Linked DNA regions of Mus musculus: regions 1, 3, 4, 5, 6 and 7 are each linked to region 2. The links are chromatin contacts, called in public HiCAR-type and promoter capture Hi-C maps. All regions are on one chromosome and are shown on one strand. The core of a region is the stretch at or near the end of the contact, and the rest is flanking DNA. Distances in the headings are between cores, read along the strand shown.

What was found. Promoter capture Hi-C pulls out the DNA fragments that hold promoters and counts their contacts. HiCAR-type assays count read pairs that join an accessible place to other places.
Region 1: a promoter capture Hi-C map of pre-B cells shows a contact between it and region 2, with 6 times the contacts expected there. The contact joins the promoter of Wdr6 here to the promoter of Smarcc1 in region 2. A contact is called at or near these places in 3 of 39 promoter capture datasets (embryonic stem cells, liver and pre-B cells), 1 of 484 Hi-C or Micro-C datasets (B cells) and 2 of 115 datasets of contacts at active chromatin or transcription factors (astrocytes and large pre-B cells).
Region 3: a HiCAR-type map of astrocytes shows a contact between it and region 2, with 4 times the contacts expected there. The contact joins the promoter of Lamb2 here to the promoter of Smarcc1 in region 2. A contact is called at or near these places in 3 of 39 promoter capture datasets (the C10 cell line, cranial neural crest and liver) and 1 of 115 datasets of contacts at active chromatin or transcription factors (astrocytes).
Region 4: a promoter capture Hi-C map of cranial neural crest shows a contact between it and region 2. The contact joins the promoter of P4htm here to the promoter of Smarcc1 in region 2. A contact is called at or near these places in 2 of 39 promoter capture datasets (cranial neural crest and liver) and 1 of 115 datasets of contacts at active chromatin or transcription factors (astrocytes).
Region 5: a contact with region 2 is called in a promoter capture Hi-C map of cranial neural crest. The contact joins the promoter of Klhdc8b here to the promoter of Smarcc1 in region 2. A contact is called at or near these places in 2 of 39 promoter capture datasets (cranial neural crest and second pharyngeal arch cranial neural crest) and 1 of 115 datasets of contacts at active chromatin or transcription factors (astrocytes).
Region 6: a contact with region 2 is called in a promoter capture Hi-C map of second pharyngeal arch cranial neural crest. The contact joins the promoter of Qrich1 here to the promoter of Smarcc1 in region 2. A contact is called at or near these places in 6 of 39 promoter capture datasets (cranial neural crest, embryonic stem cells, maxillary cranial neural crest and 3 more) and 3 of 115 datasets of contacts at active chromatin or transcription factors (astrocytes, embryonic forebrain and large pre-B cells).
Region 7: a contact with region 2 is called in a HiCAR-type map of astrocytes, with 4 times the contacts expected there. The contact joins the promoter of Impdh2 here to the promoter of Smarcc1 in region 2. A contact is called at or near these places in 4 of 39 promoter capture datasets (the C10 cell line, cranial neural crest, embryonic stem cells and 1 more), 1 of 484 Hi-C or Micro-C datasets (B cells) and 1 of 115 datasets of contacts at active chromatin or transcription factors (astrocytes).

The regions. Positions count from the first base shown.
Region 1 is chr9:108,577,229-108,581,396 of GRCm38.p6, forward strand. It overlaps Wdr6 (WD repeat domain 6), which reads right to left and starts at 1,485. Exons shown (of 6, transcript NM_031392.3): 1 at 1,266-1,485. The coding sequence starts at 1,365. P4htm (prolyl 4-hydroxylase, transmembrane (endoplasmic reticulum)) reads right to left here. Exons shown (of 9, transcript NM_028944.4): 6 at 3,491-3,676; 7 at 2,788-2,878; 8 at 2,488-2,611; 9 at 1,634-2,080. The coding sequence ends at 1,860.
Region 2 is chr9:110,130,522-110,134,544 of GRCm38.p6, forward strand. Smarcc1 (SWI/SNF related, matrix associated, actin dependent regulator of chromatin, subfamily c, member 1) reads left to right here and starts at 1,503. Exons shown (of 28, transcript NM_009211.2): 1 at 1,503-1,787. The coding sequence starts at 1,596.
Region 3 is chr9:108,477,914-108,482,185 of GRCm38.p6, forward strand. Lamb2 (laminin, beta 2) reads left to right here and starts at 1,949. Exons shown (of 33, transcript NM_008483.3): 1 at 1,949-2,061; 2 at 2,145-2,230; 3 at 2,365-2,537; 4 at 2,625-2,760; 5 at 2,843-2,916; 6 at 3,321-3,509; 7 at 3,591-3,654; 8 at 3,895-4,097; 9 at 4,188-4,272. The coding sequence starts at 2,146.
Region 4 is chr9:108,596,047-108,600,148 of GRCm38.p6, forward strand. P4htm (prolyl 4-hydroxylase, transmembrane (endoplasmic reticulum)) reads right to left here and starts at 1,566. Exons shown (of 9, transcript NM_028944.4): 1 at 1,162-1,566; 2 at 853-934. The coding sequence starts at 1,518.
Region 5 is chr9:108,451,357-108,455,192 of GRCm38.p6, forward strand. It overlaps Klhdc8b (kelch domain containing 8B), which reads right to left and starts at 1,445. Exons shown (of 6, transcript NM_001359428.1): 1 at 961-1,445; 2 at 1-35. It also overlaps a transcript of Ccdc71 not described here.
Region 6 is chr9:108,515,800-108,519,603 of GRCm38.p6, forward strand. Qrich1 (glutamine-rich 1) reads left to right here and starts at 1,288. Exons shown (of 10, transcript NM_175143.5): 1 at 1,288-1,441. Qars (glutaminyl-tRNA synthetase) reads left to right here. Exons shown (of 24, transcript NM_133794.2): 24 at 1-142. The coding sequence ends at 47.
Region 7 is chr9:108,558,422-108,562,283 of GRCm38.p6, forward strand. Impdh2 (inosine monophosphate dehydrogenase 2) reads left to right here and starts at 2,015. Exons shown (of 14, transcript NM_011830.5): 1 at 2,015-2,210; 2 at 2,613-2,661; 3 at 3,176-3,277; 4 at 3,362-3,436; 5 at 3,753-3,862. The coding sequence starts at 2,113. Qrich1 (glutamine-rich 1) reads left to right here. Exons shown (of 10, transcript NM_175143.5): 10 at 825-1,746. The coding sequence ends at 1,017.

The DNA.
Region 1 (4,168 bases), core at 235-2,734, 1.6 Mb before region 2:
TTCTGGCCCCACCCCTGGACAGCTGTGAGATCGTCCTTTGTATGCGACTGAGACTTAAAAGCAACAAGGCTTGGGAGGAGAGATGAGGTGCAGGTATTAAGAACCTGGACAGCATTTAACACAGCAGAATCAAAGCTAGCGTCTTCTGAGTTAGGAACATTCCTAACTTGTGCTCAAGAGGGGCTTGTCCAGGGCCTCCCTCTATACAAATCCACATACTTCCCGGGGAATCTCTTACACCCCCATACATGTGTATAGAACCCACAGACGTTTTCTAGAATGGGACTCTCAGCTCCCTTTTGGTCATCTTGCAGCCGTTTGTTTCCCACGATCTCCTCCTCCTCGGACTCGTCAGGATTCCTCATTACCTTACTCCTCTCTTAATGTCTCTTTCTTCAAAATTCTACGGATTTCATTTCCTGAAGTTTGCCGGTCCCACCTCCAGAGAGTTTAGCTCACTGGAGCAACCCAATGTTTGCACTTGCACACACACGCACGCACACGCACACACACACATCAACTCTAGAATATACCCTCACCACAAGACAAACACGCAGCCCTGCTGAGGCTAATAATGGCTGACCCAAGGCCTAATTGTCAGTGCCAAGGGTCCTTGTAAAACCCAACACCACCATCACCAAAGGATGGCTTCGCATCAGGCCCTACTGCTTCCAGGACACTTGGCACCTCAGAGCCATCTCAGACCTTTACCACCAGACACTGAGACATGTGATTACTAACCCAGTTGGCTCAGACCCCCCAGTTGGTTCTCCAGAGGAACCTAAGCCCCAGCCTCTCTGGATACTGCTCTACTCAGAAAGCAATTTTTTGGCCCCCTCATCTTTGGGGGCGGAGCTTCAACCCTCTCCAGAAGCCACACTCCCGCCACACCCCCTGAGGCTGCCCTTTTTTTTTTTTTCTTCCTCTCCAGGGGTTTTGATCATTTGCGTTCACCTGAGGGTGCAACGTCCCTCCCCCAACATGGAACGACTGCGTCCCCCACACCTTCAAGCGTCTCTGTCCACCCTTTCCAAGCTGGCTGCAATTTATGAAGAGCTGCCACTGTCTCTCGAGCCCCGCCCTCCTCCGCCGGCCTGTGTTTCCCGCCACCTCCGAACCTGCCTTATTCCCCCCACTCCCACCCCTCGCCAGTCCCCAGCCCGCTGCCCATCCTCCTCCCCAGGGCATCCCTTTGTCCGGTGCGACCACCCAGGGAGAGGCTAGTTCTTCGCCCGCTAGCACGACTAGAGCCGACCAAGCCTCACCCGCCAGCAGCCTGTCCCCAACACACTCCAGACCCGTAACCGGGAGGAGTATGAGCTCGGAAGTCGCCCGCGGCCAGACATAGTCCCCGAAAGCGTCCATGACGTTCCTGGAGCTGCTGTGGCTGCCACGGACAAGAAGAGAGCTGCGTTCTCGCGAGAACCAGCCGTCTGGAGAGCCGCGCTGCAGAGCTCCGAAGCCCTTAGCTACAGGTAGCAAAGCCCTGGCGCTGGGCTGCGGACGTCCAATGACGACCCTGTCCCCCACGCGATCCCGCTCCTGATTGGCCGGATCAGAGTCACCCCCCCACACACACACACATGAGACTAGCCGGGAGGGGCGGTGGGCCTCCCCTCCCCCAAGCGGGCGCTTAGCTCGCCGGCCCCTGGCTGGAAGCCCTGTAGTTTTATTTAACGGAGCAGCATGGAGGCTGTACACCAATAAATAACGTGAATGTAGGAACTGCGCCTTTGATCGCGGCTGCAGGCAGGGAGGGCTAGGGCAAGAGGTCGGCCAGAACTTCAGTCTGCAGTAGGACAGAGGACCTGCAGGGTCTTTGACGTTGGGCAGCGGGTGATTCGCATCAGGGCCTTGCGTCAGAGCTCCACACGGGCATCACTGTAGGCTCGGTCCAAGGCCCACTCGGGTTGTGAGTCCATGCCACCTTCCCGAGCCAGACGAGCCATCTCCTGCTGGAACAAGGCTTGCCGTGCCCGGCTAGGGTCCACATTGATCCAGTTGTTAGCGATCCACTTGGTGCCGCGGGTGACCAGGCAGCCCCCATGCAACGAGTAGTCGTCCACTTCACCCACCCAGCCTGGGGTAAGAAGGTGACATGAACAAAGGACAAGTTAGGGAGGGGAAAACCCTAGATTGGCTCAGCCTGAGCTGTGCACACATCTAATCCCCATGGAAGGACTTGGCGTCTCACCCACTAAGGCATGGTCAACATACTGGCCCTTAAAATTAACCAAGCTTCCTTGCTTCTGAGCTTGGCTATAGCTCTTCCCAGCCTGGGTTGTGGAGAGAAGTTTCCCTGCCCCAGACAGCAGGAAGGCTGGTGCGCAAGGACGGTGGGCGGAGATAACCGAAGATACTGTACTAGTGCTACTGTGCTTTGAAATCCCTGGCTATGGAAGACAGGAACAGTCCTCCAGGAGAGCAGGAGGGAGAGATGAGTTCCCTCAGAGAAGCCCAAGACCTGGCCATGAGTAAAGCCCTCACCTTGCCCATCAGGAAGGTAGTTGTACCAAAAGACTGCAGTTCCTTGCTGGGGCTTGACACGAAGGTTGCCCTTGTCACAGTGCCTTCGAGTGTCCCGGAGATCGACATCATCCTGAATCAGACTCTGTAGGCAACAAGGTGAGGCTGTTTGTGGACTGCCTGCCATTGCAGGACCAGGCAGCCAAGGTTGGCTGGAGGGAAAACAGGCAGATGTGCCCTCGTCCCAGCTCTGGAAGGGTGTGTACACACTTGCCCAAGGCCCTACCAGCCCAAGAGTAATAACAGCTCACTGGCCCTTACCATTTCATCATAGGTCCTGTTGTCTGCCACAGGGAAGACGGTCTCACCCCCACCGGTGACATTGTTCAAATAAAACAGCACTGTCATGTAGCTGTAAGGCAGGGGGAGGCTGCTGAGTAGATCCCCAACATTCCCACTTGTGGGCAGGATACCCAGGGCCCACAGGGTCAGGCTAGGATAGCTAAGACATCTCCAGCCCTCTTCCCCACAGAGTCACTCTCCTTGTGTGGCCAAGATCGCAGGTGCACTTAGGTAAGTTTGTGACCTTAAACCAAAGATCTGGCTGGGGAAAGTAAGCTGATAGAAGCAGGAATATCATGTAAAGTCTCCTTGCAACTGGGAGGACTGAGCCAGAAAGCCACAAGAAAACCTAACTTTGTGCAGGCAGGAGGGTACAACTGTAGAAACTGAGGCAGGGACCTCCAACAATGGAGTCAAGACCAGTGCTTACAGGGCCAATTTCCAGTATCTGTAGATATCTAGATCTGTTTTCATTTGAATAGATACAGTGGCCAGGAGCTACCACTTTCCAGTTACTCCATAAAGAGTGAAGAAGAGACTTGGGGGAAAGGTAGGGGTATGGCTGACCAAATGGCCCAGTGTATCCTTGGTCCAATAGCAGGTAATACATGTCCTCAAGGTACCCAGTCTGGGAACTGAAGCCCCACCTCCCTACCCCCCCCCCCCCATGGGAGGTACTTGCCGACAGGAGGTCTCAAACGGTACAGATTCATTGGCTACCAGCTTGGTATGGGAGCAGATGGTCTCTGGGTACACGGGTCCGCTGTCCACATGGGCATGGTAGTGACCTCCCTCACCATATCGTACAACCTGTAGTGGCTCACTGAACTCCACAATCTCCGGGGAGAGGCGAGTGAGGCGCAGGACCCTGGTAGGCAGCAGGTATTTCAGCAGGATGGCCACCTGAAGGAGCTGACCAAGGTGCATCCTGGGCCAGCCACAAGCTTCACCCCTGCTCACCTCCCCTGGAAGTCCCACGAGCCACGCTGGACTTGATTTCTAAGAGCAGGAAGGCTGTCATGTAATGATTTAATCGTCATGGGCTTGCCTAACATGTACAAGGTCTTAGATTTGATCCTAGCACGCCAGCCTCTGTTTTTATTTTTTGTTTTCTTTCTGTTATTATTTAGATAGGATCTGATGCAGCCCCGTGTCGGCCTGGAACTCTGTAGCCTAGGCCAATCTTAAACTCCTGATGCTTCCGTCTCTGCCTCCCAAGTTCTGGGATTGGGGCTGTGCGCAGCAAGGCCTGGTTTTCTGCAGTGTGTGATCACAGGCTAGGCAAGCTCTTGACCAACCAAGCCACGTCCTTTCCTCATCTTTCCAGGGTTTCTGAGACAGTTTCACTCCCAAGTCCAGG
Region 2 (4,023 bases), core at 253-2,752:
CTGGAGTGCTGGGGATTAAAGGCATGTGCCACCACGCCCGGCTTTAAAAGAACTTTTAAATTACATTTATGCATTTACTTTATGTTGCTTATGTCTGTGGGTGTGAATGTGCCATGACAAGCATGTCATTCCAGGCTGCCTGTAGAAGTCAGAGGACAAGTTAGTTGGTTGGTTCTCTCCTTCCATTGTTCCAGTTCCAGAATTGAATTTAGGTCGTCACTATTGGCATTACCCGCTGAGCCATTTCACTGCCCTGCTCCATTTTGTTGTTGAGACAGGGTCTCTGTATGTAGTCTTGGAACTCACTATGGTAACAAGCTGGCCTAAAAGTCAGCGACCTCCTGAGTGCTAGGATTACTACCACCCAGAATTAGGTATGGGTGATGTATGTGTGCCACAGTACACAGTCAGGGTGTAACTTCGTGAAGAATTTCACCTTCTACTTTTATGAGAATTCTGGGGTTCCAACTCAGGTTGCCAAGCTTTTTAAGAACTGAGCCAAATACATAACCTGAGACAACTAGTCTCTTTTGTTTGTTCAGGCAGGGAGGGTTTCCTGTAGCCCTGGTTGTCCTGGCTTTCAAGCTCTATGTACATCAGGCAGGCCTGGAACTCAGAAAACCTCCTGCTTCTACCTTATGGGATTAAAGGCGTGCACACTACATCTTCTAGGCTATCTCCATTTTTTTTTAAGGTCTATAAACTCATCACACCTCCTCACTTGGAGCTTCGTGAACATATCATGTTCACGTTTCCAATACAGCCAATACATTGTTTACAATGTAAACTTTCAGCCTTCATATAGCCTTCAAATGTAGATAAAGCGTCCAGTTCCCAACGCGGATGATAAAAACACCAGGTTGAAGAGAGAGCTACAAAAAAAACCGTTGGGTAATTGTGATCACTTGTTCACTCAGGGACTGGTTTTCTGGAATACTTTTAAAGTGATGAATTTGAGAGAGTGCGAATCACAAAGGAAGATAATGTCCAGGTCGCAGAAGTAGCTGGAGCTAGGCCGACTAAGCAGAAACCATCTGATGTGGTTCGAGAAACATTAATGAAGCCCCAAGAAAGACTAGGTCTTTAATGCAGGTCCCCAAACCGACGCGGCCTCCGGGACTAGCAGGAATTGCTTACTAGCGCTCGGGGGCGGGTACGCGGGGGGGTGGGGTGGGGTGGGGCTCGGCTCGCACTGCACACCCTAGACCGCTTTTTCTAGTAGAGATACAGAACCTCCTTGAGATTGTTGACCGCCTAACGAATAGACAAACGGGGCCCGGAAGAGTCATTCGTAGTGTCTACCAACAGCAGAGGCTGAGGCTCAGTTCCGAGAGACCAGAGGAAAAGGCGGGCAGCCTCAGTCCGTAGGGGACTACCGGCGTGCTGCGCATGCGTACGCCCGCTCTCAGTGCCTGTTCGTTGCAGCTTTAGGGTCCAGAAGGGGCGTGGCCGCGCCTCGGCGCCGGAAGAGGGTTGGCTGGGCGGGGCTAGGAGGAGGAGGAGGAGGTGGCATCTGCGCGCGCGCGCGCGGGTGCGAACGGGAAACGCCGCGAGGGCCAGGCTAGGCCGGGCGGTAGACACGACGGACGGTGACTATGGCCGCGACAGCGGGTGGCGGTCCGGGAGCAGCAGCAGGCGCCGTGGGTGCAGGGGGTGCGGCGGCGGCCTCCGGGCTGGCCGTGTACCGGAGGAAGGACGGGGGCCCGGCCAGCAAGTTTTGGGAGAGCCCGGACACGGTGTCCCAGCTAGATTCGGTGCGAGTCTGGCTGGGCAAGCACTACAAGAAGGTGGGTTCGCGCGCGCCCGTGGGGACCGAGGAGCCACGCGACGGGGGCTGATGGTGGCTGCCCGCTTCGCATGTCTGGGGCCGCCCCTCCCCCCCCCCCTCCGCGCGCCACGAGGGACAACAAAGGCCGGCTCGGCGCTTGCCACGCCCCCGCGGGCGACTAGGCACGCGGCGACCTGGCCCCAGCTGCTGGCTCTCTGGGGCCCACGTACTCGCGTGGGAAGCCCCATCTCACTCTCTCTTATGTGCAGGAGAGGTGGAACTGGACAGAGTCGCAGAGCGTGTGTTTCTGTTCTTTTGTTAGCTGCCTTAGGTGTGTGAACAAAGAGCCCATCCTAATAAAAGTATCTTGAAGTTTTGTTTAGAGACCAGTTGTTGAGCGTCTAGGTAACTAAGGGCTTGCTACCCTATGTGGATTAGTAGGGGACCTTGGATGACTGGCCTTGTGGATTCATGTAGGTTTAAACCTTGTATTGTACAATTGATATAGAACTATTAAAAGTGTTGGTTTTCCACTTCATTGTACTTTAGGTGGTGTGTAAGGATGTGAGTACAAGCGAGAGTTAGGTTTTTTTGTTTGTTTGTTTTGTTTTTCGTAGCCCTGGCTGTCCTGGAACTCACTTTGTAGACCAGGCTGGCCTCGAACTCAGAAATCCTCCTGCCTCTGCCTCCCAAGTGCTGGGATTAAAGGCATGCGCCACCACACCTGGCGAGAGCTTAGTTTTTATCATATATATATTTTTTGCAATGTTAATTTTTTTGGGAAAAGTGTGTTTCCCGTACTTTAGAATGCAAATTCTGCTGAGTCAGTTGTTTTACAAAAGTCGTGAATTAACCCTTTGTTGACACTTTAAAAAGAATTACAACTATTTACTTTGGAGGGGTACACACAACTCCTGTTTTCATGTCCACTTAAGCAAATCAATTCTCCTCGAACACCATACTGGTCCAGGAATTGAACTTAGATACTTTTTTTTTTTTCAGAGACAGGGTTTCTCTGTATAGCCCTGGCTGTCCTGGAACTCACTTTGTAGACCAGGCTGGCCTCGAACTCAGAAATCAGCCTGCCTCTGCCTCCCAAGTGCTGGGATCAAAGGCATGGGCCACCCGGCTTGAATTTAGATCTTGATGCTTGTGACAAGTGCTTTTACCCATGTGTTTCCACCTCACTGGCCCCAATAATACCTCTAGTAAAATTTCACCTTTATATAAATGTTGAAAAATGAATCCCTTAGTTGATATGATGAAACATCCAAAACACTTCCTCTACTCTTAAATTAAGTAGTAGTGGTTACCCCATTGCGGACCCAGAGTGGGTGTTGAGATTTACAAGCCTGAAAATGCATCTCCATGTCCTGGCTCATAGTTGACATTTAACTGTCTCACCTTGCATAATAGTTGTTTAGTGTTTGTTGAATGAATGAAAAGTTAAACTAGGACCTGGGGATTTAAATCAGTTTGTAGAGTGTTTGTTTAGCATGGGTTAGGTCTAGAGTTTGAACCCCAGCACCCAGCAGAGAGCCACCAAAACCAGGCATTGGTGGCTCTCTGCTGCAGTCTTTTGAGAGGTGTGAAGTTCAAGGCCATCCTTTGTATGGATGGAAGGTTAAGACAAGCCTCAAGTACCAATATCAGACTCTGTCTTAAAAAACTAAAAAGGGACAGACTAGTCTGAACCATTTCATTCAGTGTCTGCAGCTTAGTGAAGCCTATTTGTGTTTGACAGGGAGCTTGGGTTGCTTTGGTAATACACTGGTGTTTTCAGAAGTGGTCATGTCTCTAAAGCTTTGAAGTCAGAAATACAGTTGACTTATTTCTGCTTGGTGTACCTTACACTTTGTCCTCTTCCTCCTCTCCCTGCTCTCCCGTTTCTGACACCATCTCACTATTTAGTCCAGACTAGCCTCAGACTTAGAAAGAGCTGCCTCCTGTCTTCGCCTAGGATTGTAGGCATGGGCCACACACTGGTTCATTAATTATTTCTATTGCATTTTACAGTGTATTTAGGACATACAAATGTAAAGGTTTCTTTGTGTGCGGAACATGCATGTCAGTGTCCACAGAGGCCAGCAGAGGGCGTCTCATTCCTTGGACCCGGATGTAAACTGTATTATCCGGGTGCTGGGACCTGAACTCTGGTCTTTGGGAAGAACAGTAAGCAGTCTTTTATCCTCTGAGCCATCTTCAGCACTAGAACAGAAATTTAAATATCAGCAATTAATATGAAACAAGTGAGA
Region 3 (4,272 bases), core at 699-3,198, 1.7 Mb before region 2:
CTCACCAACTCCAGGATATCCAGGCCACAGCAAGCTTCACAGACATCCAGGTCTGGAAAACATTGTTTTATGCACTAAGGCTCTGGGATATGGCTGCCCTGCAAATAGCCATTCGGATCATCCAGTGTGTCTTTGTGGCTACATGTTGACTTGTGTATGTATGTCTGTTCAGAGTGGAAGGCAGAGGTGGGTGGTCTTGATGCTATTGAGGCGTACTCACAGGGCTGAACAGACTTTCCAGGGGAACGCTAGTAAGCTGGCGAGTGTTTCACAGTTGCCTGGGCACGCAGCTCAAGTGCTACAGTGTGCCTGGCATCCATGAATCCCAAGCCTTCATCCCCTGAATATCATGCACATGTCGGGGCACACACATCTCTTACTAAAGAAGAACCAGGAGGGGTGAGTTCAAGGTTAGCCCTAGAAACAGGAGATTCTGTCTCAGAAATAAAAAACAAAACGGACAGCTGGGCATGGTGGCGCACGCCTTTAATCCCAACACTGGGGAGGCAGAGGCAGGCAGATTTCTGAGTTCAAGGCCAGCCTGGTCTACAAAGTGAGTTCCAGGACAGCCAGGGCTATACAAAGAAACCCTGTCTCGAAATAAATAAATAAATAAATAAATAAATAACCCTGTCTCTAAATAAATAAATAAATAAATATGACTCTATGATGTCCCTCATTGGCCGTCTAACCTTGAGACTAGAACTATCATGTAACTCCCTCTAATGCCCTTAGCCCCATCCTGCCCCTTTATCGAGTGATCTAAAATTCTGACCTATCACCTCTAGCATACCAGAGCTTCCCTAGATTGCTCACAGGACTCCTCTAGGTGACAGGAGAGTCTACTCTAGTGACAGGGAAAATCAGCGGATTGACTGCCCCGCCCCCATCCTCCTTTGTGAGGCGGAAAGTTTCCTCTGAACTTTCAGCTTTCCCACAGGCGCCTGCAGCTTCCAGTAATCTTTGCTTGATCTCCAGCAGTCTGTTCATAGCGGTGGCACTCAAAGCAAGCCGTACGGACCTGAACCCACCCTCTTCCCGCCTGAAGTCCCAGGGGTCTGGGTGGGGCGCGCGCCTAGTGGGTGCGCGCATTCCAACCCTCCGCTCCCGGGCTGCCAGGCGACTGGAAAGTCCGGCGTGGATAAATAGTCACAAGATTCGGATTCACTTGTTGCTGGTGGTCCAGAGTCTGTCACCCAGAACCCATCCTCTGGGTAACTGAGTAGCCACAGCCCATTTTAATCAGGAAACAGGCAACCTTTCTCGCAACCCATTTGCTGGAGTGCTTATGGACGGTCGAGTTCCTCGGAGTTCTGTTTCAGGCAGTAGTGCGTGGCCTTTCCAGTATCTCCGAGAGCTCAGTCCTAGTCTATCCTTTGGGGCGTCCTAAACCTTTCCACAGGTACAATAGAATTCTAGCTTGCACCTTTCCCATCCATCTCCCGACTGATGCTGTAACCCTGGGAGCCCCGCGGCTGATTTGTGGTTTCCATAGTGACACCAGGACAAAGGCCATAAGCTCCTTCCATCTGCCTTCCTGATACACAAAGATCACAAACCTCTCGATTTACCTCTGCCACCCGCCAACTCCACGAGCCCTCTTCCTGTCCCCTGAATGCCATGCTTGCCAGCAACCCCTGGTTCACATCGGGACTTAAGGGATCCGATGAAGATATGTGGACCAGGATGCTCTGTCTTTGAGCAGCCTACTCTAATTTCTTTTTGGATGCTCCCTTTTAGTTCCTCGAACTAAGCTGCTTCTTTGCTAAGTACACATCTGCTAAATAAACTTCAGCTTAAAAAGAAAGTGGATGAAGTAACCAAAGTCTGGTTCTTAGGATGAGGGTTGTCTGCAGCGGGCAGGGGTATGGTAGGGGGTGGGGTGCTATCCTCAGTTATAATCCTATTTTAGATCCACTCCGTGTTTTACTTCCTTCCCTTGCTTTCCAACTTTACTCAAAGTCGTCAGAGTCTCTCAGATTGTGGAGGAGTGACTGCTAGGTCCGACCCTGGACAGATTGAGGGCCTGGAGGGACACCAGCCCAGTACCCACACGGTCGGGTCAGCATCAGCCCCAAGGGAGGTGGTGGGCTTTCGTCTGTGGACTCTTTATCTCTCTTTATCTCTATTTTACTTTTCTTCAGGATGGAGTGGGCCTCAGGAGAACCAGGGAGGGGCAGGCAGGGACAGCCTTTGCCATGGGAACTTCGCTTGGGCCTACTTCTAAGTGGTGAGGGGGCCTGGTGAGGCCTAAGGTTGTGGGATGTGATGGTAGGTCCAGGGGTGGCAGGCTGTTCCCAGGGGCCCAAGGGATGGGGCTAGTCACCAGGAGTCCTGCTGAGCTGATTGACCCACTGTCCTCAGTGCTGGCTGCCACATTGGCCCAGGCCCCGTCCTTGGATGTACCTGGCTGTTCTCGAGGAAGCTGCTATCCAGCCACCGGTGACCTGTTGGTGGGCCGTGCGGACAGACTGACGGCCTCATCCACGTGTGGCTTGCATAGCCCTCAACCCTACTGTATTGTCAGTCACCTGCAGGTGCTTCTGGGGCCCCAGAGGAGAGGGCTGGGTCAGGGTGGGGTCGGCCCCAGCTAAGGTACCTATCCTACACTCCACCCAATCCAGGACGAAAAGAAGTGTTTCCTGTGTGACTCCCGACGTCCCTTCTCTGCTCGAGACAACCCAAATAGTCATCGGATCCAGAATGTAGTCACCAGCTTTGCGCCACAACGCCGGACAGCCTGGTGGCAATCGGAGAACGGTGAGCCCCTGAGTAGGTCATCAGGATGACTAGGGCTTGTAACCAGTAACCGCAGAACCTTGACCCCCTATTCCTGCTGCAGGGGTTCCAATGGTCACCATCCAACTGGACCTGGAAGCTGAGTTTCATTTCACCCACCTCATTATGACGTTCAAGGTGCCTGCGCGTCAGCGAACCCGCCTGATTTTGCTTTGCTTCTCAGTACCCCCTAACAGAGTCCTAGCTCTACAACGAAGCTTCCCTGAGCTCCTGTGTTGTGCTCTATGTGTGAAGCATGGTCACGTCCTGCATGGCTTCCATAGTTGAACACCTCTGCACATGCTCTCTTGTGCCCCATTCCTAGGCTAAGTCAGATACAGTCTCTCTGGGTCTCGTGGTATTTTAACCTGCCTGTCAGAGGTGGCTGTCCTCCCTGGTCTGATCATGGTCTGGCTTTCCTAGTCTTTCCCATGTGTCTGAGATGCTCAGCAGTGATCATGACTAAGCAGAGCTCTCCGTAACCTAGGCTGGACTGAAGTCCTGGTTCCTGCTAGTCAGACATGTCCTCCTTCCCCATCCAGACGTTCCGGCCTGCTGCTATGCTGGTGGAGCGTTCTGCAGACTTTGGCCGCACCTGGCACGTGTACCGATATTTTTCCTATGACTGCGGGGCTGACTTCCCGGGAATCCCACTGGCCCCGCCACGTCGCTGGGATGATGTAGTGTGTGAGTCCCGCTACTCAGAAATCGAGCCGTCTACGGAAGGCGAGGTAAGGGCTGGGACCCAGCTAGTGGGGTCTGTGATGGACGTGAAGCGAGGTTCATTATCTGTGGACTTCTTGCCCTGCTAGGTCATCTATCGTGTGCTGGACCCTGCTATTCCTATCCCAGACCCCTACAGCTCACGGATTCAGAGTGAGTGTTCTACTATGGAGATTGGCACAGTCTCAGTGTCCGGATGGGGACTATTTGGGGCCTCAGTAACTATTTTAGGTGCTTCCTAGGGCAAATGCCAAGCCCAGTTTAGCTCTGGGAGCAATAGAAAAGAGGTCTCCCAAGGTGACCTTGGCAGCTGCAACCAATGGTGGCACTGGTGGGGACGAGGCAACAAGGGGCCACCTGCTTAGTTGGACGAGACCCTCTTCCCTTTCTTAGACCTGTTGAAGATCACCAACCTACGAGTGAACTTAACCCGGCTTCACACACTGGGAGACAACTTGCTTGACCCACGGAGGGAGATCCGGGAAAAATACTATTATGCTCTCTATGAACTTGTCATCCGTGGCAACTGCTTCTGCTATGGCCACGCCTCACAGTGTGCGCCTGCACCAGGGGCGCCGGCCCATGCTGAGGGCATGGTAAGGTACTTCGGATGACTGGAACAGGGTTGCCGGGGAGGGACAGGCATTTCTAGATGGTGCTGTCAACCTCCCCTCGTATCTGCACAGGTACACGGAGCCTGTATCTGCAAGCACAATACTCGTGGACTCAACTGTGAGCAGTGTCAGGATTTCTATCAGGACCTTCCCTGGC
Region 4 (4,102 bases), core at 316-2,815, 1.5 Mb before region 2:
GTGTAGTCTTGGCTGTCCTGAAACTTGCTCTGTAGATCAGGCTGGCCATGAACTCAGAGATCTACTCGCCTCTGCCTCCGAAGTGCTGGGATTAAAGGCAGGTGCCACCACTGCCCAGCTAGGGTTGCAGAAATTTAACCCAGGCAAGGTCTGTGGACATAGTGCCCTCCCCATGTTGACATTGATAGTCTTTGGAGGACTTGGGGGGGTCTCCACAACACCATGGTTAGGTGTTTGAAGCCTATCATCTACTAAGAACTCAGAAAACAGGAGCTGTGTGTGATGTGGCTAAAATGGGTCACCCTAATAGGCTCTGCCCATGAAGGGTGAAAGACAGGAGTCCTAAGAATCTTGAATACTGGAAGCAAGAAGTTGGGCCTTTGAATGGTGCCCCTCTGGGGGGGGGGGGGCCGCTGGCTTTGAGGGTTGTCAGTTCATTCCAATATGGACGGCCTGATTCTCATCAGACCACAGGATTAGCTTTGGGAATGTGATCTCCCCAGAGGCCCCCGGGTCAGCTGGCACCTGGTTATCAGTCTCTCACCCTGCCCTGATCTGGAAGGTGATAGATTCGTAGCACAGACTGCCCAAAGATAACTTCAATAAACAGTTGGAACATTTGTCTCAGGGTCGTGCTGCCCAGCCTATGATGGAAGGGTCCGCTGAGGGAAGTGTGGAAAACGAACCTCTCTGTCCGGTTACGGAAAAGGAAGCTCTATTTTAGTAAACTGGATTCAGAGAGCGCATCTACGAAGCAGCCATGTTCAAAATAGTAAACACACGGTCAAAAGAAGCCTTGGGGTGGACACTGCAGCCTCCCCGGCCCTTCCCAGAAGTGTCCTGCAGACTTACCAAAAAGCAGCGGCTTGAGGCTGAGGGTTCGGATGAAGTGATCCCTGCCCGCGACCACCTGGACTTTCCGCTCATATCCCACCTAAAGGAAAAATACACAGCAGGCAGCTGGTGTGCCAGGCCGCACTGCTCAAGAAAAAGTCCCGTGTCAGGGAGCGACAGTAGCAAAGTAAGTAGGCGCGCGCGTGACCCGCACACAGTGATGCGTGGGGCACCGTGGTGGCCCAGAGCTGAGCCACGGTTCCTTCTGGCTCGGCTTGGCAGTGCTTGAAGCTCCGCTCGGGGCGGGAGAGGAGGGGATGTTCTTACCTTGATGCCCTCCAGCCGGGTGAGGGGACCCAAGGTTGGCACTGGCTGGGGGCTCTGCTCGCGGCGCTGGGGTCCGGGGTCTGTGCTCTCGTCTCCGTTGCTGTAGTGCACGAAGAGCAGCAGGGCCAGCACGTTGCCCAAGTACAGGTGCACGAACACCATCAGCACCAAGAAGTAGGCACGGGAACAGATGCCCCGCGGCTTGCACAGTGGCCGCACCGGGGCGTCTTCACTATCGCCTGGTCTGGTCGCTGCCCCGGAAGGGCGATGCTCCGGTGGTAGCGGCCACTGAAGATTTGAGGCCTCCTCGACTGTCTCAGCCTCAGGCCGCTGCACGGTCGCCACCGCTGCCGCCATGGCGCCCAGGTCGCGCGCGCGCCCAGGGGAGGGGCCGCGGGGGTGCTCGCGTTGCGCAGTCGCTGGGACCCGGACGGCAGAGTCAGCGCGCCCGGCGGTCACTAGGAGACGGTGCTCCGGGATGCTGTGCCTACACGGAGCCGCACCCATCGGTCCATACTGAGATCCTGGGACCTCGCTCACACCCGGCTGGTCGTTTATGGAGCTGTATATACTCCAGTGCAGAAGGCCATCCACAAACATGGAGGCACATCAGCGGAGCACCGTTAGGACAGACACCATTGCAACTAGTAGTTTCTTGGTTCCCGGGAGAAGACGCCCCCCCCCCCCCCCCCCGGCCCCAGAAAGTGTAGTGGGCATTTTCTCACTCTTGGGAGAAGGGAGTCAGAGAGTGATAGAAATGGGACATACGACATAGTGGGATGCTGAGGCCAATGACTGCACACTGGATGATGAGATTATAGAGCAGTTCCCACGAGTTCGATTTATTTAACTAAAACATTTTATGTCTATGGGGTGGTTTGTTTATGGGTATGTGCACTCCATGCATGTCTGTATATGAGGACAGAAGGGGCGTTGGAGCTGGAGAGACTTACAGACGTTTTTAAGTCTCTATGTTGGTGCTGGGACTAGAACCGGTGTGTTCTCCAAGATGGATCTTAGCTAAAGAGCCTCTCTCCAGCTTCCGTTTTTGCTTTTATTAAAATTTTTTTCTTGTTGTTTTTTGTTTGTTTGTTTGTTTTGTTTTGTTTTGTTTTTTCGAGACAAGGTTTCCCTATGTAGCCCTGGCTGTCCTGGAACTCACTTTGTAGACCAGGCTGGCCTCAAACTCAGAAATCCCCCTGCCTCTTGCCTCCCGAGTGCTGGGATTAAAGGCATGCACCACTACACCCGGCTTATTATTAAATTGTTTTTAAACAATACACACAAACAAAAAACCAAACCAAACCAAAAAAAAAACCAAAAACAAAAAAACAAAAAAAACACCCCAAAACAAAAACCAACCCAGACAGGGTCTCATATAGTTCAGGCTTGCTCATCAAACTTGAAAGGAGCAGAGGATAAATTTATTCTCCTGCCTCCACCTCTCAGATGCTGAAGTTAGGGCTGGAGAGATGGCTCAGTGGTTAAGAGTACTGATTGCTCTTCCGAAGGTCCTGAGTTCAAATCCCAGCAACCACATGGTGGCTCACAACCATCAGTAATGAGATCTGATACCCTCTTCTGGAGTGTCTGAATATATATATTTTAAAATGCTGGAGTTACTAGGTATGCACCAAGATATTCAAGATATTCTTGAAGGTCCTTCGGCAGTCAGACTGGACCACTGAGGGAATCCTGCAAGTCAGACTTTGGTGAGAGGCTGCCCAGGGTGCCCAGGTTGGGCTCCACCCAGTGTCCCTCAAAATGAAGCAGGTGCTGTTTGTGACGCTTGCCTTAGCTCCTGGATGGGAAGAGGGAGGGTGGAAGGCTTTCCCCTAATCAGGACACCTCTGAAGAAAATAAAACTCAGATTATAAAGCAGCGGCCAAGGCATTTTTTTTTAAAACAGTAATTTTTCACAATGTATTATTAATTTTATATCTGATTCCCAGTAAATTCATGCTTGCTTTCTTTCTCTTCTTTCTTTCTTTTCTTCCTTTCTTTCTTCTGTAGCTGTCTTCAGACACTCCAGAAGAGGGAGTCTTGTTTCAGATGGTTGTGAGCCACCATGTGGTTGCTGGGATTTGAACTCCCGACCTTCAGAAGAGCAGTCAGGTGCTCTTACCCACTGAGCCATCTCACCAGCCCAAGGCATTTTCTTTTGAACGCTGCTCTTAGGCTGACCTATGTTCCCCCCTCTCCCAATGCAGTAAAGTGCTATATCGACAGCTCACTTCCAACATTCTACAATGGCAGGCTTCTTCAGGGTCACTAAATGCCAGAAGTTTATTAGCTAATCTAGTTATCCTTGAGTACTTTGTTAATCTTCCTAACCCAGAAGATGATAGGTACTGGAGTTTTCTGGGTCAGAAGGAAATAGGTAGCAATAAGCGATCAGCACCAATGGTCCTCCATCTTCATAAGAAGAGGGAACAGAGATCTCTGGTAGCACGGCACACCCCTACACACAAGCAAAAGCAATAAGGACATGGCTTCTTGCCCCAGAATTTATTTTTAGTGTGTGTTCATGGCAGCTGAAGACTGATACTGATAACTTCTTTCATCCTTCTCTACTATATTCACTGAACAGGCTTTCTCACTTGAACCCAGGGTCCACCAACTGAGCTGGTCTCATTAGTTAACTTGCTCTGAGGACACCAGACCCACCTCCTCACTACTGGGATTATGACTGCAGTGTCTAACTCAGCCTTTATTTACATGCCGGGGATCTGAACTCTGGACCTCAAGCTTTACCCACAGAACTATCTCCCAGCTGCCTAAACTTAATTCACAAAGGAATGTTAATGACTGCTATAATGTTTTAGTCTCCAATCTGAGCATGGTGGTACACACTTGTAGTAATCTCAGCACTTAGGAGGTGAAGGCAGATCCTGTCTCAAAAACTGTGATTTAAACAGACAAATCTCTACTGCCCACTTGG
Region 5 (3,836 bases), core at 195-2,694, 1.7 Mb before region 2:
GTGTGTCTGCCCAGTCCAAGGGATCTTGCCTTGACCTGGAGGGGAGGCAGAAAACAAAGGGTCAGGGCCACTGTCAAGAAACAGATGAACAACATGTAGCTGAAGGCAGGCCAGGCCCAAAACCACTCGTGCAGAAAGACCCACACCTTTGACTAACACTCTACTGGTGAAGGTCCTTCTATAGTGGGAAGAATAGATTCCAGGTACCCAGAAGGCGTTCTCGGTTCTTGTGGGAACATGAGGGATTCTTCCCTCCCCAACCTTAAGAACTAGCAAATAGTAACTTGATCAATTTAGAGTGGAAGGGAAGATAGAGCCCAAATCTCCATCCTAGCGTGCTTCCTGTCCCAACAAGTCTTATCTCAGTGCTCCAAGAGAGTTCTGCATCCTCTACACACTGGCATCTAGTGTGCCTTCAACAACCTGGGTCCAGCCATCAGGGTCCCTCATCCTGTAGTCCTTACAAGAAGGATCTTCTACAAGGTATAACCATTTATATCAGCAAAAGGCCAGTCTCATATGCGAGACCCAAAGGGGCTAGACTCCAGGATTCCACACTCCCTTTGAAGTCCATCCTTTATGGGTGTGGCGATGCCAGCAGATTCCCTGCTGAGGAGGTTTTAAAAGGCTGGTGTAGAGAATCTCTTGAGCACAGGATTAGAAGGTCCCTGAGTCCAGGGCTTTTCCTGTAGGAATAAACGGCTGGATTCCTGACACCCCCCACCCAAGAGCACATTCCTTAGCCTCCCCTTTTGCTGTGTGTGTATCTCTCTGTGTCTATGTCTCTATGTGTATGCTGGGGGTCTCCACTCTCAGTCCCGGGATTTAACAGGGACGGCCTCCTGGCCCCAAACTTCCAACTCAAAGGAGAGTGGGGGGCGGGTCTGGCTAGTGGGTTTAATTAAGGTTCTATCCTTCATGCCCCAAACTTCCCCTGCGCGAGGTTCCCGCGGGACTCACCTGCTGGATCTCAAATGTCGCCAGGGCACGGGGTCCGCTGTTCCGCCTCCGCCTCCGCTGGCTCCGGCTAGGGCTGAAGCTGGGCTCTGGTGGGGCTCCCGCACCGCTCCGGCGTGGGGCGGGGCTGGACCGGGTCCGCCCCTCGCTCCCCCCTCCCCAGATTCGGGGAAACCTCCTCCCGCCTTAACTCTGCACATGCCACGGCAGGAGTAGGGCGCACCGACCCACGGTCACCCAAAATGAACAGACAGGCATATGGACATCCGGCCGGCCAGGATTTAGGGCTCTACCTGGGGCGATGATAGAAATGAGGCAGCGGCGAGCAACACAACACCGGTATGGTGGGATCGGAGGCGGGTGTCGTTGTGAGTCGGATCCACTCTGGGTACAATCAGCCAGGGGCTAGCCAGTGGAACCTGGGGCCTTTAGGGGTCGGAGTCCGCCCATCACAACTGAGCTTGGAGGTGCCAAACCACAAGCTTCCCAGCGGCGCCCCCTAGAGGCCACTAGGGCTGTAGCCTGGGCCTCTGGTTGGGGAGCCCAGCCGAGCTGTCCTAACCATGACACAAAGCAGGACACAGAAAAGATCCCTTAGTGTATATGGAGACTAGCAGCTTGTAGGGTGGAGGGGCAGACTGTACTAGCCTTGGGGCCTATCTAGACCTTCTTTATAGAAAAGTAGGTTATTTTTGCTTCGATCCGAGCAGTGGATGTGCACAATCAGCCAGATGCCAGGAGTCTCTCTGCCTAATGCTACTCTGGGGCTACTACTCAGAGGTTGGGTGACTGTTCATCTTCAGGGTACAGAGCTCATCTCTAGCCAACTCCGTGGTCATGTGATAGCAAACTGGTGTGACAAAGACTCCCCTGGAGTGAGAATTCTGAAATTTTGATTTCTTTTAACATCAGAGAAATCGTATAGGAATATGTTTTTGTTTTAATGCCAGGTGTGGAGATACGGGGCTGCTTCCCAGCAGCTGACTACGATTTGCCTGTGTTCTAGCAAAAGCAGGGTTTTGCCAGCTGCACATAGTTTCTGTGATTGTGTTATGTTTGGAATTCTGGGTACTTCTCAGAGGATATAAGTTTGAGAGCCCTGGGGGGTGGATGGGTGGTTGTTGGCCATCAGTGGGGAGGGGACTAGTTGCAGTTTGTTAGTTGTCAAAAGAAATTAGATTCAAGGACCTCTATTTATCTCTCCCCTCTATCCTTCTTTCTCTCCTATCTAGTGATAGGGGTTGAAACTGGGGGATGAAGGGTGGGAAAAAAACCCACAAAGTAGCAAAGACCAGCTGCATCCACCTACCTCTGATTCACACTTTGGCTCAGCCTATCTTGTGAGCATTCTGATCAGCCGAAGCTTCCAGTTGGAAAGCTTGTGTGAACAGCTCCTGCACTTGTCTGTGTCTGCTCATTGATTCCGACCCTTTTGTGTACAGTGTTTAGCTTAATTTTCCCAACGCAGATCTTGAGGCAGTGACACAAGTGTGTGTGGTTAGTGTAGGAGGTGAAGCCAGGAAGCACCCGCAGAGAAGTAGCAAGAAGACCAAGGAAAGCAGCCAATAAAGGAGGTACCATCAGTTACCACCGTGGGTAACTGCAACCTGGGGATTCTGGGAGGTGACTAGAAACATGGGTCTTATATTGTTACTGCTCCCAAGAACAAGGGGACCTAAGAAACCCACCTTCACATCCCCAGGGATCATACAGTACTAATGCCTTTGCATGCCCAAAATTCTGACTGTCCAAAATGTGGATGAACCCTTCTTTATGACTAAATAGAGCCTATAGCTCTCTCAGTGGTTGTCAGTTTGAAGTGAAGGGCATGTCTAGAAATGATGGCGCAAAGACTGGCCTCAAACTGCACAGACTCTAAAGGGCCCTTCTCTACCACTCAGTGCCAAGTCTCCCATCCTCAGGCTGCTCCTCACTTGGGGCTCTGGTATGTACCCCATGTTCTCGTGTCCTCATGTTCCCCACTGTCCCTGTTCTAAGCCCCCTCTGCTTGCTTTCCTACTGTTTACCACTTACAAGCATCTGCTTTTTAATGTCTCCCAGTCTAAGTCAAGGCTATCTCTTTCTGCTCCCTCTGAATTCTGAAGCCATCTGTCCCCAGATGCCACTGCCTTGTTATCTGCCACCTCGTCTCTTGCTACTTCTTCCTCCAAATTGTTTTTGAAGCAATTGCAATTCTTGTTTGTTTCTAGACAGGGTTCTCTGTGCAGCAGTCCTGACAGCCCTGGAACTCGCCTTGTAGACCAGACTAGCCTGTAACACAGAGCGATCTGTTATCTGCCTCTTCCTCAACCCCAGTGCTGGGATGAAAGGCCCCAGTGAACTTTTTTTTTTCTTTTTTGAGTCAGATCTCCTGTAGCTCAGGCTAATCCCAAACTTGCTACATAGCCAAGGATGACTGAATTTCTGATTCTCTTATTCCCTCCTCCCAAGTGCTGGGGTTACCTTGCCCAGTTTTTACCTGTGATGAGGAGCGAACGCAGGGTCTCTTGCACGCTAAACAAGGACTCTATCAACTGAGCTCCATCTCTAGGCATCAAAGCTGCTTTTGAAAAGTCACCATGTGTATTAGTCCACACTCTGCAGGGGAACAAAACCAACAGAATGAACACAAACCACAGGGGCTTTAGACGACAGAAAGACAGTTTGCAGGATGGGAGCACTGGTTGCTCTTTCAGAGGACCTGGGTGTGGTTCCCAGCACCCACATGGCTGAACTACAGTTCTGGGATCGGAAACCCTTTCCTCACCTCTGCAGGCACCAGGCATGCACATGCACACACGTACACATACGGGCAAACAGTATGTGTTCACATAAATCTTTAAAAATTTAAAGGATAGGGGGCTGGAGAGATGGCTCAA
Region 6 (3,804 bases), core at 38-2,537, 1.6 Mb before region 2:
TCTTCAACCGAACTGTCACACTAAAAGAAGACCCAGGCAAAATATGAACTGAATACATGTGGCCCTACCTCATCCTGGAGGCTGGGGGTGCCCTTCAGCACTCCACACTCCGTTTCAATAAAGAATAACTAAATCCCTCTGGCGTCTCTCTGTTGTCTGCCTTTCTAATATCTGAGGACCCTGGAGAAATAGTTTGTTAGCTGGCAGTGGTGGGTCTCATATGTCTTCTGGAAGAATGCACTTCCCCAGAAAAGAGCCAGCCACAAAGTCACTACTGCACTTGGTTCTCAAAGGCAGGTGCATGGCTGGAATTAGCTCAGCACTTACTATGATAAACCTGAGAACCCCAGAGATGCTGTTGCACAGTCACCAGTCCTATGGAGGGATCTAGGTTTGTGTCTTTGTGGCTAGAGATCAAGAGACACATGACCCCCCGTGTGATCATTTAGAAAAAAGCCCTGTCAACTATTTAAGCATAGTGAGATAAATCATGAATGCTGTTGTGGCCTTTCCAGTTTGGGGACCCCAGCAAACTCCCTGGATGTCTATACGGTGCTGAGATGAGATTCCTGGCTATGCTGGCCCTTGGATTGGACCCCGTCTCAGAAATTGACTTCTGAAGAATTTGAAGATTAGAGTTTGCTAGGACAGGAACAAGTGCAGAAGGCACTAAGGTTTGCCCCAGACTGAGGGCCCCCTGGGTTGCTGGGAGCTTCTGGTGAGGCTGTAGGTGAGTGCCTGCAGCTTTAAAGCCTTCCACATTTTCCCTGTATACAAACACTAGGCTACCCAAGGCCTGCTTTAAGGTGGACCTGACTGTGGCAAAGCGATCTCAGATGAGAGGTGGTGCTGGGGGTTCCTGAAGCTGTTTTCTCCCGTGCACTAACGCCCCGAGCGCTTCCCAGGCGCGGCACAATGGTTAAAGCTGCGCCCAGTTCAGGGGTTTGAAAGGGGGCCACCTTAACCACGAGGCCGAGCTAGGCCCGGCCCCGCCTCGCGTGGAACTGTGCAACTAGAGGAGGCGCTAGCGGGACACCGTAGGTGGCTTCAAAAAGCATGCTTTCAGACCCAGGGCAGGGGCAAAATACCCCTGGATGCTGAACCCCGGGCCTAAGCCCCGCCCCGCATGGAGGGGTGCCCATGGGCGTGGCGCTCCTTCCCACAACGAGGGGTACGCTCTCCACTCCAACCGGTTCCCTCTGTGGCTGCAGCGTTCCCTTTAAGCCTGGCAGGCAGCTCTCGCGGGATCCGACGCTCCGGTTCTCGCGAGAAGGGCCTTCGGCTCCCATTGGCCGTGAGGGCTGAATGTAAGATGGCGCCCAGGGAGCTGTGAGGAGAAAATCCTGTCGGTCTCGGAGCGGCGACGGCAGAACCGAGGCCCCGGGCGGTGAAGCGGGGCCGGCGGGTAGAACGGAGGCAGCGGCGGCGGTGACGTCGCCGGGTGAGGGCTCTGGTGAGGGCGGGGACGCAGCAAGGCTCTGGCTCGAAGGCGGCAGGCCCACCCTACACAACGGCGGGCGGGCGGGGGCGGGCGGGCCGCTGCCGCTGGGCCCAGGCGACCTCAGGGCGGCTTCAGAGCGGAGAACGTCCCTCGGCTCGCGAGCCTCCGCCCCACGGGTGGGGGAGGGGCGGGCCTGAGGGGCGGGTGGGCGCGGCGCACGGGGGCGCGCGGAGGCGCGCGCGCACGAGCGTGGCTTTTTTTTTTCTTTTTTTTTTTTTTCTCATTTTTCTGCGCGCGCGCGTGCGTTATCGTGCGCGCTGTGCGGTCCTCTCGTTGCGCGTAGCCGCCCGACGTGCGCGTCCCCGTTGGCTCTCAGCTGTGGCCCGTGGGCTAGAACGGCTTCCGGGGCGCGCGCCACCCCGCGACCCCCCGGTTTTGCGGCGCGCGCCCTGCTGTTGGTCGCTCACGCTGTCCGGAGTGCGCGCCGGACGCCCCTTCCAAGAGGAGGGCAGACGGGCGGGCGGGCGAGCGGCCTGGCGGACGACCGACCTGCCGACTGGGGAAGGTTGAGGGTTGGGCCCTTGTCCTCGTGACGTCCGGGGCAGCGGTGGCCTAGGTCTGCGGAGAAACATAGCGGCTTTGCGGTCTGGCTTGCGGCTCCGCTCCTCCGGGAGGCGGACAGGAGTGCTCGTACTAACTGAAGAATGCTGTTACTTAAGCGAGGCCCAAGGACTGGGTGGGTGCTTGGGGAGGGTGCTGCTCTGCTTGGGAAACCGAGTCCTGCTGGCCGGAGAGGGCATTGGGTCCCCATGGGTTTCCTCACCTTGTACTGGTGCTTTGTGCTGAGGAGAGAAGGTTACCATTACCAGGCCCCGCTTTTCTTCCATTAGAACCGATTCTTCCATAAGCGCAGTTGATACACGTCACCTCTGTGCGCTCCGGAAAGAGATCCTCCTCTGTATATGGTATCAAACTCTCGGAGCTCTAAAATTCCGCTTTAAATCCTCACTTAAATGCAGCCTCCCCCCCCCCTTTTTTTTTTCCACCTCCGCGTGGGTGGGAGGGGCTTGCCTTTCTGTTCTTGATAAGGGCTGTTTCTTAACCTTGATTAACTTGATCAATGCTTTGCCGGTTTTTTTCTTTGTAATTTCTAAAATGTCCAGCAAAAATTTCTAAAATCTGCCTGTCACTATAAAAACTATGTAACTGAAGTTCTTCTCAGCTTTTTTTTTTCTTTCCACATTTTGTTTCAGTGCTGTGATCTTCTATCTAGGAAATTCTAGGTTTGTGATGGAGAAATACACAGCTCTTTTTTTCTAAGACAAAACATCTGCTAGTTTATTTTTACAATTTTGTTACATTAAGCCTGAGGAAAAGCAAGCTAAAAGGATTTTTATTCCTTTTAGTAGCAACCAAACTTTGATAGTAATGACTTTTTTTTAATATACTGTATTTTTTTAAGAACAAAGTTAAAACTTAAAAAGAGGCTGAGGATGGAAGGAACTTCTTTGTTCTATCTTCTTCAGAATGTTAGAAGTCTTAAGAACTCAGGACAAGCAGCAGACATACATGCAACATGGTGACTGGTGAGTTAAAAATCATTCATACGCTGGAAGTATGTGTGCAGTCCGTTACCCCCCAACCCCTTGGTAATACTGAAACTTTACAAATCTTGTCATTCTTTCTTGGTGTTGTCTGCTAGAAGCTGCTACCTACTAGGAAACTGCTGATGAGGGAAACGGTATTAGTTTGTTCATTGGACAACAGTCCCTAAAATCGAAGTCAGTGGAATATTCATGATTAACATTGCAAAGCATCAGCTAAGAACCTAAATGGTTTTCCAAAACAAACAGAATACAACAACAACAACAACAAAAAAAAACTGTCCTCTTTGTTGAGGATGTGTCTGTGAACTTTTTGTACCATTTAAGCTTGCTTATTCTAGTTTACTTTTTTTTTCTTTTCTTTTTTTTAAACCAATGTTTCCATCAACTAGTATTTACCTGTTAGGTAACTTCTAGTTTTCTGGGATAAGGTGTTATACTTCTCCAAGATCTTACACAGTTCACATCATTTTACAAAAGCTTATATTGATGTCTCAAAGAAAGACTTAAGGAATGGTTGAATTTTGTTGTGAATTTGAGTTACCTGAAAAAACAAAAACAACACAATCAAAACCCAGTTAGGGACTTTGGGTGTGGCTGTTCTTTTTTATAGCAACTTCAAAATCGAGGCTGTTTTTCTCTAAGCCTGCATGCTTTCAGTAGTGGTTTGTGCTGGTGTGCCTAGTTCTTACCTCTGTGCTTTTTAAATGGCCATGCTTTTTCTGTGAATATTTCTGAGTTGGCCTCAGGCTGAGGTGT
Region 7 (3,862 bases), core at 765-3,264, 1.6 Mb before region 2:
AGGGGGAAGGGAATAGCCCAAGAGGGCAAGAGAGAAGCAAGAGCAGCTTTTTTCTTTTAAAATCACACGGTGGACATTGTCACTGGCTCAAAGTTTATTGCTGGTGCCATCAGCATAGGGGTGTTGGGGTTCCTTTAGGTTTCTGATTGTATTCTTGTCATAGCAGGTTGGTACATCCTCTTCCTATCAATGTCAGAACAGCTTTTGTGGCTATGGGTCTTTGTACTTTCATTAGAATAAAACCTTCAGTGAGTTCGTCACTCTTCTATAAGTGATGAACAATTTCCCAATGCACTTGCATTGCTATTTCATGTCTGCTGCTTGAAAAGCCCATAACCATACTTTACATCCAAGAGTTTTCCCTTTTCTGGACATTACTAGCAGCTCCAATAAAGCATATTTAGATCGCCTACCTTTGTCCTCAGCTATTTCCTCTGTCGCTCTTACCTAGTATCAGTTCTTACATATTTTTATAACATGTCAGGAACCCTGCCCACTTAATTAACATCTGTACCTAATATAAAGCTGACACATGTTCCTTAAATTTTGAGTGGATGAGGGAATGGCTGTGAGACTGTTGGAGCACGCTGAGTACTGAAGAGGTACTGAGTACTGAAGAGGTACTGAGCCCAGAGAAGGTGGTTATTGGCCTTTGCTGCTGAGTTAAAAACAATGTGGGTAAACAGCTGGAGCTAGGTCTTCTAGATGCTTATCTGCTGCCAATGGGATATAGATAGATTTAAGTAGTTCAACCTGAAATTGTTTGGGAGGCTCAAACAGGAAGGGTTAGAATTATGCTATTACTTACTGAAATTCTTCTTCAGCCCTCAGAGTGTGAAAGGCCGAAATGACACCTTTTACCTGACACCTGAGCCAGTTGTAGCTCCCAACAGCCCAATCTGGTACTCAGTCCAGCCTATCAGCAGAGAACAGATGGGACAGATGCTGACCCGGATCCTGGTTATACGAGAAATCCAAGAAGCCATTGCCGTGGCCAATGCAACCACCATGCACTGAGGTGCCTCAGCTATAGGAAAAAAGATCCAGGAAAAACCAGACAGACTTTCACACTAAAGGAGAGGCCTCCACATTTTTTTTTAATTTGTAGTTATGATGCTTTTCAGGCTACTTCTGTTCAAAATGTAAAAGACGATATTGCCCTCTTTGCATCTTCATAAAATGGGCAGACCCCTGGTTCATAGGGATCTGGGTTTTCTGAGAACCTGGTGTCCTAGGAAGTGGTTGGCTTTTTCTTTTCTCTTTTTTTCTTTTGTCTGGGGCGTGGGGAAAGGAACTTGGACTGTATGGAGAGATACAGACCCTTCCCTTCCTCAGGGAAGATGGAGCTGCTGATGCATCAGCCTGTCACTCGGAATCGGCAAACTTTACTGACCACTCAGAGCCACATTTGTTTTTTGTTTTTTGTTTTTTTTTTTTGTAATGCTCAGACATAAACTTAACATCTTGATGGAAGAAGAATAAGGGGAACTTCAATTATGATTTTTATCCAGACAATTTCTATTACACCCTTCTTTATGACAAGTGACATAAAAGTTAAAGTAAAAACTTTACCATGCGCTTTTTTTTTTTTTTGGCCTAACATTGAGGCCTTAAAAATGAGGCTCCTGTGCCTGATGGAATTCTTGTAACATACACTTGTGTATCATATAAAGATACCACTCTTTCTCTTATGTATTCTTATTCTAGTTGTTTATTAAGAATGACAAGCACGTCTTTTCAACAAGCTACTGGAGAACGTGTCTTTATTTGGGGGAGGAGCTCTGCGGGGGCGGGGGAGTGGAAACAAAACTTAATTGAATGGGCCTGGATCCTGCTGTGGTGGGATGCGGGGAGGGGTGGGACAGGAAACAGGCCTTTGGCCTTGGGCCTGTGAGCTCGATAAGCACGTGGTTACCCAGCTCTGCCAGCTCCGCCTCTATACGGGGCGTGGCCCTCAGTACGCACGCCCTACGCCTGGCGTCATCGACGCACGCAACGTGTGACGGAATAATCTAGTTTATATTGGCGCGGTCCGGACGGCAGAGGCCTCTGCGGCGCGGTCCTCGGAGCGGCGCGGTTCTCGGAGCCACGCGTCTGTCTTCCTCCGTGGTCATGGCGGACTACCTGATTAGCGGAGGCACCTCTTACGTGCCGGACGACGGGCTCACAGCGCAGCAGCTCTTCAACTGCGGGGACGGCCTCACCTACAAGTGCGGGTCTAGGGCACCCATCGGGGCGAGGCGAGGGGCCGCACGCTGGCGAGAAGGCCGGATGAGGGAGGGCTTCATTGAAACTGGTGGGAGCGGATGGGGAACAGAATCCGGGAATTCCTTATCGCCGAAGACTAACTTCGACATATGTGAAGCAGGGGCAGGGGTTTAGAGGGTGATTTCAATAGTATTTAATACTTGAGTCGTGAGACACAGTTCTCTGGATATGTGGAATATGTTAGCGTGCACTAATGACACCTCGGTGGCATCCACCCAGTGACATTTTGCCTGTGTCACACTTGCTGGTACAACTCCCTGCTCAAGAGTTTTATGGGATGATATATGGAGTTGAAGTTTCTTGGTGTCACAAGCCTGAGAGACCTGCTTATTTCCCTCCTACAGTGATTTTCTCATTCTTCCTGGGTATATCGACTTCACTGCAGATCAGGTGGTGAGTAATAAGGCACTGGATTTTTGGTTTGGGGGGTTCCTTTTTTTTTTTTTTTTTTTTCTGAGACAGGGTTTCTCTGTATAGCCCTGGCTGTCCTGGAACTCACTCTGTAGACCAGGCTGGCCTTGAACTCAGAAATCCGCCTGCCTCTGCCTCCCAAGTGCTGGGATTAAAGGCGTGCGCTACTTCTGCCTGGCTCTATTTTGTTTTTGAGACAGCCTGCCTACATTACTTTGGCTGTTCCAGAAGTGGTTTTGTTGACCCTAATTATTAGTGTCAACGCTCAGTCTTGTTTCTGAGTGGGTACTGTTATTACAGTAGGCATGTGCCCCTGTACCCACTCTAGGAACTGGATTGGTAAATATCTAGGAGGGGTAAGATGCTGCTGTTCGTTACTGTGAGCTTACTGCACCAGGCTAGGCTTTGTGGTGAACATGGCAGCTCACCCAGGGCTCCTGGGATGGACCCTGAGGAATAAGCTGTATTTTCCTTTGCTGGTCCTTTTTCTCCTCAGGACTTGACGTCTGCTCTAACTAAGAAGATTACACTAAAGACCCCATTGGTTTCCTCACCCATGGACACTGTCACAGAGGCTGGAATGGCCATCGCGATGGCGGTAAGGCTTGAGCGCCATGGGTGCCATCTTATAGCCAAAGATTGTGTTTCTGTTTTATCACTTACTTGTGTGTTCGTCTTGTAGCTTACAGGAGGTATTGGTTTCATCCACCACAACTGCACACCTGAATTCCAGGCCAATGAAGTTCGGAAAGTGAAGGTTAGAAGGCCAAGCATCATGGCCAAGAGTTGCTGGGAATTAGAGGCGTGGGGTGGAAGTGGAGGGTTTGTTTTGCTAAGCGTCCTTTCTCCTGCTGTGAGCTTCAGCTACTGAGGAGGAAGACCCAAGACCCCATTTCTTAGCTAGAGCACGCACGGTGCTTCCAGACCCCCTATGTCCATGTTTGAGCATTTCATTTCATTTGTTTCCGTGGCTCTGCTATACAGGACACTTAGGCATGGACCTCATCCTTTAGAACAGGGGCCTGATGACAGTGATATCAAAGATACAGTGACCTTCTCACCATTCCTTCCAGAAATACGAACAGGGATTCATCACTGACCCCGTGGTCCTTAGCCCCAAGGATCGTGTACGCGATGTTTTTGAGGCCAAAGCCAGGCATGGCTTCTGTGGTATCCCCATCAC